Linked DNA regions of Danio rerio: all the other regions are linked to region 1. The links are chromatin contacts, called in public Hi-C and HiCAR-type maps. All regions are on one chromosome and are shown on one strand. Each heading gives the region's core, a stretch centred on a gene start, on an enhancer-like site or on the middle of the called end of the contact. The rest is flanking DNA. Distances are from core to core; before and after follow the strand shown.

Region 1 (3,164 bases), core at 277-2,776:
ATAAATATGACTCAGAAATGGACCAACCCAAATGTTGAGTTAAGATTTTATTTAAACCCAACGGTAAACAGTTGGGTTTGTACAAATGAAACCCAGATTTTAAAATCAAGTATTTTTTTGAGTGTTGCCCTCATAAAAAATCTGTTTAATCTATTGCAATTAATAGTAAATACTATAATCTTTTTGTACCATACTATAGTAAAGTGCATTATACAGTGTAAATATTATATTTATAACTCTGTTAATGAATGCTGTCTACAACACACTGTAGTATGAACTACAGTAAACTGTTAAATTGTAAAAAAAATAAATGTAGTATAGCCTATACGTTTTTACTAGAGTAAACTGTGGAGTGTTGTTGTATAATATACCCTAAATTTATGGAAAACTGCATTATTTGGTCATTTGTTTAGATTACTACAGTTGTTGTGTACAATAGGCAACTACAGAATAACCACATCAGGTTAATGCAAGTACTTTACTATATATGGTTCAAAACACTATATTAAGTACGTATTACTATAGTATTTTATATATATATTTTTTGTGGATATTGATTTCCAAAAATGCAAACTCTCAGATTCTTTTAATTATTCATAGATTACAAAAACAGTTAAAATTATGGTACTACTAATTTGTAAACCATCATTTACCGCTTGTAGTTCAACTGGTTTGATTATTTTAAATTCTTTTTTTCATTTACTTTTAATAATGTTTCCACCATCATATTATTGTGGTTTGATGCCTTAACGCCGCCTACTATGGTGTTGGTAGTTGGTAATGCCACAGTTTGTCAGAACACTGGCTATTTTTCGGAAAAATACAAGAATATACTGAAAAGCATAACCTTAGAGCACGTAAGTAGCCTGTAATAAACCAAAGGTGTATTTTTTTTTCTGTGTGAGAATACAAAGGTAAGATTATAATATAATTTTAATTAAAACAATGGCGCACATATTTTATGAGCAGTCATGGAATAAACAGCATAGTATACAGTCAGGTGGTCATAATCACAAAGTAAACCACAACTGGCAGTTACAAAATTCCTCAGAGGTACTTTAATAATTCTCTCTTACGCACCTTTTCATATTTGTTGTAATTCATCATCGATACAGAAATGACTCGTTTTTATTAGTTGGCTCAGTTGGGAACTGTTCTATCACACAGCCGATGGGAGAAGAGAAAAGGAGAGAGAGGGAGAGTGTGTGTGTGACAGGGTGTTAAATTTGAAGGAAGCTATTTTTGAAGAACAGTCTGCTGGACATCTCGCCTAAAAATGTGCCGCTGACCTTCACAGGTTCGCACCTGCTTCACAGCACAGGTGGTTTGTTTTTGGAAAATACCTGTAAACGGTAAGATATGCGGTGTAGAAGTAAAAAAGTTCTAAGGGACAATGCTAGAAATGAATTTTGGCAATCCAATACGCAATGGTGGGGATAAATTGAGTATATAATCAGTGATTTATTTAACGTACGTGTAATAAGATAATCCTTGTGCGTCTACTGTAATCTCTAGGTGGAAGTGCGCTATCTAGTGGCCATAGTGTGATTGTGCACGTATTTACGCTGACAAAAACATAAAAATCAAGCCTTGTGAAGTTTCCTTTCTAGGAAACATAATTTCTAATTATTAGAATTTTGTTTAAAAATGTTCATACATTTATGAAAAATGTTACTTGGCAAGTAATACCAGTTATAATACACAGCCAATTCTTTTGGAGTTAAATACGTCTCTCTCGTGCCCCCTTGTGGTTAATTAATTATTACAATTACGGTTAAAGGAATTGTTCCGCAAAAAATAAAATTTACTCACCTTTTACTCATCCTCAAGTGGTTATAAACATTTAAGAGTATACAAATACCATGGTCATTGGTTAAAGTTTTCTAACTTTCTTTAAAATATCTTCTTTTGTATTTAACAGAAGAAAGAAACAAATGTTAAAAGTGTGGCGATGAATGCGTCTTAAGTTACACTGAATTGCCTTTTCCAAACAAGCTTGCTGAAATATACAACCATTAATTAATTACTTTAAAATTACAATTTGTTATAATTCAGTGTAAACTTTTTTATTCCACTGGGCTATGATTACACACAGTATGCACAGAACAATATTTTAACAATGATATACATTCAAATTTTGGACCTACAGAGACAAATTCATATATAATACATTTTAAATTTAATATGTTTTGTTGTAAAATATATGATTAAACATTTACCTGGTTAAATTAAATTTCCAAAATTTCAATTTGCAGTTAATCACCCCAAGGCCATCTGAGATGCAAGTGCCTTTTTCTACAGTAAAACATCACAGACAATTTTGTTGAAATTGTTATCCTCGGTAATTCAAGTAAGTTCGTTTCCATCTTTTTAGGTTGTGACATCTAATAGATAAATACAACACATCAGAGTCGTTTTAAATGTTATCCATGCTCTTCCATGCTGTATATAATAGTGTTTAGTGGCCATTTTAAGTGCAGAAATTTATCGTAAAACCCATACACCACCAGTGGGGTGTTTTAAGAAAGAGTTAAAAACAAATTAAAATAAAATATATATATATATATATACTATACTTTAGATTTTTAATTTCTAAACTCAAATCTCAGACTTTTGTTGGCTGCCAAATGCACATTTTTGTCAAATTCTTGACAACCTCTGACTCGACATATGACGCATGACAAGTATTCGTAGTGGATGTTATGGTGATACCAAGCCAACTAGTATGTGGTAAACAAACATGTGTTAAGTAGACCCTGTGAGACATGCCACAAGTATTAATTTTGCAATGCCTATATATATATATATATATATATATATATATATATATATATAAATGTGTATGTGTGTGTGTGTGTGTATTTTTCAGGGTTGATTGACCAATTTCCATTCCTGTGACAATAAATGAAATATTTTATTTACTTTACTCTTTGATTTCCATGTGCGAGGAAAGGTCTATAAAACCACTGACTGTGCATCTACTTTGACTTTACTTTTAGGCTATATGTAGATAGAAACTCCTATCTACACTATTGATGCTGTAGATCAGCCGCAGCCAGACTGCTGACTAAATATAGACTGCTTTGCGCAATTACGTATTCGCAGTGGTATGAACCACTATCGGGGTGGTCAAATGTCAAATGCATATTATCTGTTTTTTAGTT
Region 2 (3,021 bases), core at 445-2,944, 180 kb before region 1:
ACCACTTTTGTAGCATAAAAGCATTTTTTATTATAGTCGAAATATATATATATATATATATATATATATATATATATATATATATATATATATATATATATATATATATATATATTTTTTTTTTTTTTTTTTTTTTTTTTTTTTTAATCTGTGAAAGTATGTATGCAAAATCTTATATTGTTGTGATTACAGTCTTCTAGGCTAAAAGATGAAACAATTTTAAAAGATGTAATAAACACACAGTGACTTCTAGCCAGTTTTGAGGAAAACACGACACAGTGGGGTTAGTTGAAACAGGGTGTTACAATTAAGCCACACACTGTTGGGTACCAATTAAACTAACAAAATAATTGTTGAATTTTGAATGAAATGTTAAGAACTTTTTAAATAAAAATGTTTTTTAATTGAAAAATGTTAATGTATAAATTAATAATAATGCAAATAAATCCAAATGTGTTTATCCAATAAATAAATTAACATACTGTGCTATGTAGAATAAAAAAGAGTCAATTACTGAGGAAATAAAGCTACTATTTAAAGTAAACTGAATTTAAATTAATTGTGTGAAATCTGCCTTTATAAGCATGTGTTACAATTAACCCCCTGTCTGTTACAACTTGCCCCACAGGTTGGATAAATGGTAACATTTTTACTCCTGGCACTTTGGCAATACTGCACAGAAACCATGGGTCATAATTTCAGTGCTCATTTGTAGGAGAGGCATGTGTGTTATTAGTAAAAAAATATAAAAAAGGTTTGTCTAACCCTATTACTTTATTACTTGACCAAAACAAAAAATAGTTACTAAATTGTGACTATTAGATTTAACTTATATATACTATTTAAAGTTTTAGTTCTTTTAATACTGAATTATACCCTATTCAAATGTTATGTTATTCCTGACAAACTCCAAATACTCATTATATTACCATGGTAAACGCGTAAAAACATGCTATTACTATGAGTGATTTTGCTTAATAAATAAACCCCAGCTATCGTATAATTAGAAACTTTTTTATTGACAAAACAATCGTTCAATTGAGGTAAAGTTGGTTTTAATTTTACACCATTGGACTTTCTCCTTAATAATATGATTTCAAAACTCTAAATAGTGAAATCATATTAGCAGTCAACGACTATTAAAGTATAACATTGTTCACAGGCGATTAAACAGTTTTGTAGTCAAACTTGCATGTGATTTCAGACTAAATACTCAAAGTACCATGGTAAACAATACAGGCAGAATGTCACAAGTTGCCACTGAAAGAATCTACAAATATAAAACCAACTTTACCTCAATAACCGATAAAATCTTCGTTAAAGTGAAATGACACATCGTCCACGCGTGAATATTCTGTTGTAATTCAGTGCTACGTCTTCAATGTGCATTATAATGTTCATCTTATATGCCTTCAAAAGGTTTGTATTTCATTACGAACGCGGGCGAATGCTTACTGTAAATCTCTTATTATTATTTGCAGAGATGTCAGTGTTTCCAGAACGTTCCAACAACTTTGAGACGGAGCGCGCGCACGGCTGAGTGCAGCGTGATGACACAACTCTCTTATAAATGTTTCTGTGCAATAAAACGTGTGAAAAGTGCTGTAAAAGAGCAAAAGCTTACCGCAGTGAGAAGAAAATACACCTCAGAGCAGCGCAGCAACAACTTTCACAACAACACAAGATCAATCTCTGCAACTTCCGGGTAAAGGTCAATGGTCATCGCAGACAACTACAAAATAAAAGTCAGAGTCAAGGTCGCTGCAATGACTGAGGGGACTTTTATATTCCATAATATAAATGCACATTCAACAGTTTAATTGATTTTATTTTTTTTCTTCCAAAATTAAAAATGTGTATGACAGTAATTTCTGTTTAATATTTTAATATATCAATTAAATTCACATTTCTATCAATATTAAAACAATTTATATTAACAATATATGATTACATATGATAAAAATATGAAATTAATAATATAAATAAATATTTTTATATATCCGTATAAACATAGTTTATATTTAATATTTATTTGATTTGTTTGAACCTATTTACATAGAACAAATTTAATGACATAATTGTTTTCTACATTCAATTATATATTAAATAATAAATATTGAAACTGAATTAAATGTATATCAATGTAATAAAATAAATATAAAATTTTTTAAGTAGGGCTATATAACATTATACTTTTGTAATAAACTATATACTTTTGTTTCTGATGTTTTAACAATTACATGTATTCTTAAAGAATTTAAAACAATTACTGATGATATTTAAGATTTCATATCACCTACATATTTATTAAATTTAATTTCATTATTATTTAGTAATTTTACCACTGTACATGAAATATTTTCTAGTTGTTTTTAATATACTAATCTAATATTAATATTAATTAATATATCAATTTATGTTTTTTTTTACCAAATCACTTATGAATGATTTAATATTTAATATATATATATATATATATATATATATATATATATATATATATATATATATATATATATATATATATATATATATATATATATATATATATATATAAAAAACTGAAACGCACAAAAATATCAAATTACATTTATTATTGATGCATTTCTTTTTGATAAGCAAATTTTCTTTTCTTTTTTTCTCAGTCTAAAGAAACTTTACAATATAAAGAAACATACAAAGGACATATTTACCTACAACAAGACACCTAAGGCCCTAAAAACACAGATCCGAGCTATACCCTACAATGAAATACAAAGCAAACCCAATGGGACAGAGACTGCTTCATATTGAATACTGTCAGGTCGCAAGAAAGGACGATGAAAAGTACAGGGGAAACTCTTGTCATTCGCCTTCCTGCTCCAAAATACACGTTTGCCGCTCAAACCTCTTTCTAATGTTACAAGGTTATATACACATCACAACAGAAGTGCAGAGATGGTCAACAGAACAAAACATTTCAGCCTTAATCTGAGGTAAAACTTATCCAATTTGACGGTTAAATTGCTGTAAGGTTGTGTT
Region 3 (2,955 bases), core at 236-2,735, 200 kb after region 1:
AAGCGAAACATTTAGAAAACAATGAACAGAAATACATTTTAATGCAATCTGTATTGTGTGAAACGTTTGTTTTGCAATGCTTGAATTTCAATTTGCATACAATATGACCTTGTTTCTATTTACCGATGTTATCTAAAACAGGGATTCCCAATCTTTAAATCCCGCAACCCCTAAAATAAGAAGACTCGCGACACCCAAATTCCTCTTAGGTGGTTATACATATGCAAACGTTGCTCATACAACATTAGGCCTATATAAACATGAGCATATTGACAACTAGAGATGGCAAAAGTACACACACCCTTTACTAAAGTAGAAGCACAGACACTCATGTTTAAAATGTTTCTGGCAAAAGTTTAAGTACCGACTACACATTTGTACTCAAGTGTAAGTAAAGCATTACGGCCTGAAACATGTACTTAAGTAAAAAGTATTCATTACTAGTACCTGTTTTAGTTTCACAGTGCTAACTACTGCACATCAGGTATACATCTACTATTTAGGATGGATCTTTTGTGAATTGGAATGCAGCAGAAGTTTCTTTATGGACTAAAAACACTGTTACATCCAGTGTTGCCATCCTGTGGACAAACTAATTAATGAAAAAAATCAAGATGCTGTATACGGGTTAAAGTAGCAGGCAATCTGTTGACCCCCATTTAGCTTCAAGCTCTTTTAAGCAAGCGTGAAGTTCCTAGCAACACATTGACCCCATGTGTTGCATGTTGGCATTTACCTTTGGTTACCATAGCATCAGGCTTAACAGTTAATGTTTAATGTTTTTTTTCTGGTTAATGCAGTAGGTGGATATATCTACCATACCTACAACTCGCAATTTATATGCACTCAGAATTTTGACGCAATGCTATTTATGTTGATATAAAGAAATATGGTACGCACTCTTCTAGATGTTCATCTCTTCTAAAATATTAAGGGCCCACTTTATACAGCTTTGCAGGAGGGCCCCCAGGTGCTGGTCTCCCTGGTGACCCATGCTTGATGGTCCATCTCTGGCCTGTAAAGGCATGAAAGGGAATTGAGGGGAGGGATTAGCCTACCTGATGGAGATAATGTTACACCACGATGAATTCAAGTGATGACATCTTTGTGCTTCTGTCTCTCATATGCGTGTGTATATTTAATGGGTTTGGTGGCCCCTGACTGAGTCCACCAGCTTGAATGAAGATTACACCAAACTGTTCGTTTTTCTGATTTAAGTGACGGCTGTAATTATGACATCATCAGATGGAGGACCATGGAGAACTTGACTGAACTTGTCCAGTCCAAATGAGGTCAGGACTTTTTTACAGTGGACATCAGATTTTCGCCGGAAGGACGAAAACGACACCTGTTTCAGCTTCTTGGGTTTTTTTAATTGCTTGAAAAAGCTAATGCTGAGGTAAAAGCTAAATCCTTAATAGCTGCTCTTTGAGCTTGGTTTACTCAAATTTTATGAAAGTTGTCATAGGGACTTGATAAGGTCTACGGCTGACTATGCAGCAAACATAGTAAGCAAAGACTTTTACCTTCGGTCTCAAATGTGGTCATGACTATGAGTGAAACAGAAAAGAAGCGTCCAGTCATTGCTGGCAGAGAAAGAGGTAAGCTGTTTATATACTATTTCTACACTATGCAACACTACCTCTGCTGAAAGAATGCATGGAACAACAATCAACATTGAAGCCATGTTCCAACAAAGTTACCATTTGTATGAACAGTCTTACTACAAATACAGTAGTGTAGCAAATCCATAGTTTGGTTTTATTTGTGGTAAAATCTCTGTCAATTTTGATAAAGGTAGCAGCCTATCCATTACATGCAGATTGATAGATTGAACAGTTTATTTATTCGTATTACAATATTTTAGATTTAATAGATGATTTAAACTGCAACAATACAACTGGATATATTCATTGTTTACCTTAAATCTCCATCCTGTCGTCATTTCAGGCAGAAGTGACGCGAACGGTTTACAACTTCGACGCTCGGGCCTGCTGTTTGAAGTGATTATTTCTGCCTGTAGGTGGCAATGTGTTGACGTGAAAACTTTAGCCAGCAGTTTCATTCATTCAGATACAACTTTACGACGATGAATTAGGGTTTTATTATGCTATTATTTTGTACTATTTTGTTTATTATATGCCTGTTATTTGAAGGTTAAACTTAAATAAAGAAGGGAAGGGAAAGACAGACAGACGACTTGAAAGGATACAGCTGCGTCTACTGGGCATGCGCACATCAGTAGTACCCTAAATTGACACTAAAAAGTATTTTAAAGGTGCAGTAGGTGATTATCCTCAGAAACATTTTTTGTTGTGCTGTTTGAAAGTCTCTTCACATTCCAATAGTATTGATTTAAGTAAATGATCTAAATGTATCTATGTTTTTTTATATTTTGGGTGAGGCATAAGACTAAAAAATGTTCATCCAATTAGAATTTGTCAGGCTGACAATTCCCATAATCTGATAATTCTGATAAGTAGCCCAAACTGACTGTCACTCAGCAAATGTAAATTTGTACAACTGCGTAAAGCCGATTGCGTGTGCACACAAGAGAAAGAGCGACAGTGGTAAAAACAAATGCTGAATCAATATTAGAGTTAGTTTTGCATGCTGGAGGAATGCTGGACACCATGGCTGAAGTATTTCTCTTTGACAGGTAATGCTCTGTTTTAAAACTATTTTAGTCACGCAAAGCTGATGTAGATTTTGTTGTTACGAATGGGTTATATGCACAGAAGTGTTGTTCAGCCTCTAAAATCTTCCAGCGAAAGATTGATGTGACTATTTTCAGTTTCATAAAGGACCTTTTACAGCATCGATAATGAAGATTTTTATTTAATTTAATAACTAAAGATAAGTAAATAGCGCTATTCCGCCAAGCCTGCTTTTCTGAGGTGAAGTATACTGAGGTTTTATATCCACATTGGTTCATTTTTGAAAAATGACAACCTG

The links. A called contact is a pair of places that touch in the nucleus more often than the background predicts. HiCAR-type assays count read pairs that join an accessible place to other places.
Region 2: a contact with region 1 is called in a HiCAR-type map of caudal fin, with 7 times the contacts expected there. The contact joins the promoter of fkbp8 here to the enhancer-like site in region 1. A contact is called at or near these places in 8 of 18 Hi-C or Micro-C datasets (caudal fin, embryo, hematopoietic stem cells and 1 more) and 3 of 4 datasets of contacts at active chromatin or transcription factors (caudal fin, embryo and gastrula embryo).
Region 3: a Hi-C map of an unstated tissue shows a contact between it and region 1, with 2.5 times the contacts expected there. The contact joins the promoter of cimap1d here to the enhancer-like site in region 1. A contact is called at or near these places in 2 of 18 Hi-C or Micro-C datasets (caudal fin and an unstated tissue).

Annotation. Positions count from the first base shown.
Region 1 is chr22:20,939,710-20,942,873 of GRCz12tu, forward strand. All of the region lies in intron 1 of LOC141380320 (a long non-coding RNA gene), which reads left to right. It overlaps LOC137488923 (a long non-coding RNA gene), which reads left to right. Exons shown (of 5, transcript XR_011008218.2): 4 at 2,256-2,350; 5 at 2,870-3,164. Among named protein-coding and RNA genes, the nearest start is that of tmem59l, 22 kb to the right of the region's middle. Within about 2 kb of position 1,527, at least 6 of the 62 cell types and tissues checked have an H3K27ac peak or open chromatin away from gene starts, as enhancers often do. A contact at or near this core is called in caudal fin, where this site is marked.
Region 2 is chr22:20,761,479-20,764,499 of GRCz12tu, forward strand. It overlaps fkbp8 (FKBP prolyl isomerase 8), which reads right to left and starts at 1,695. Exons shown (of 9, transcript NM_200884.1): 1 at 1,625-1,695. The region is part of intron 1 of LOC141380320 (a long non-coding RNA gene); the gene reads left to right.
Region 3 is chr22:21,142,624-21,145,578 of GRCz12tu, forward strand. It overlaps cimap1d (CIMAP1 family member D), which reads left to right and starts at 1,486. Exons shown (of 4, transcript NM_001130670.1): 1 at 1,486-1,601. The coding sequence starts at 1,547. cpamd8 (C3 and PZP like alpha-2-macroglobulin domain containing 8) reads left to right here. Exons shown (of 43, transcript XR_012398166.1): 43 at 1-51.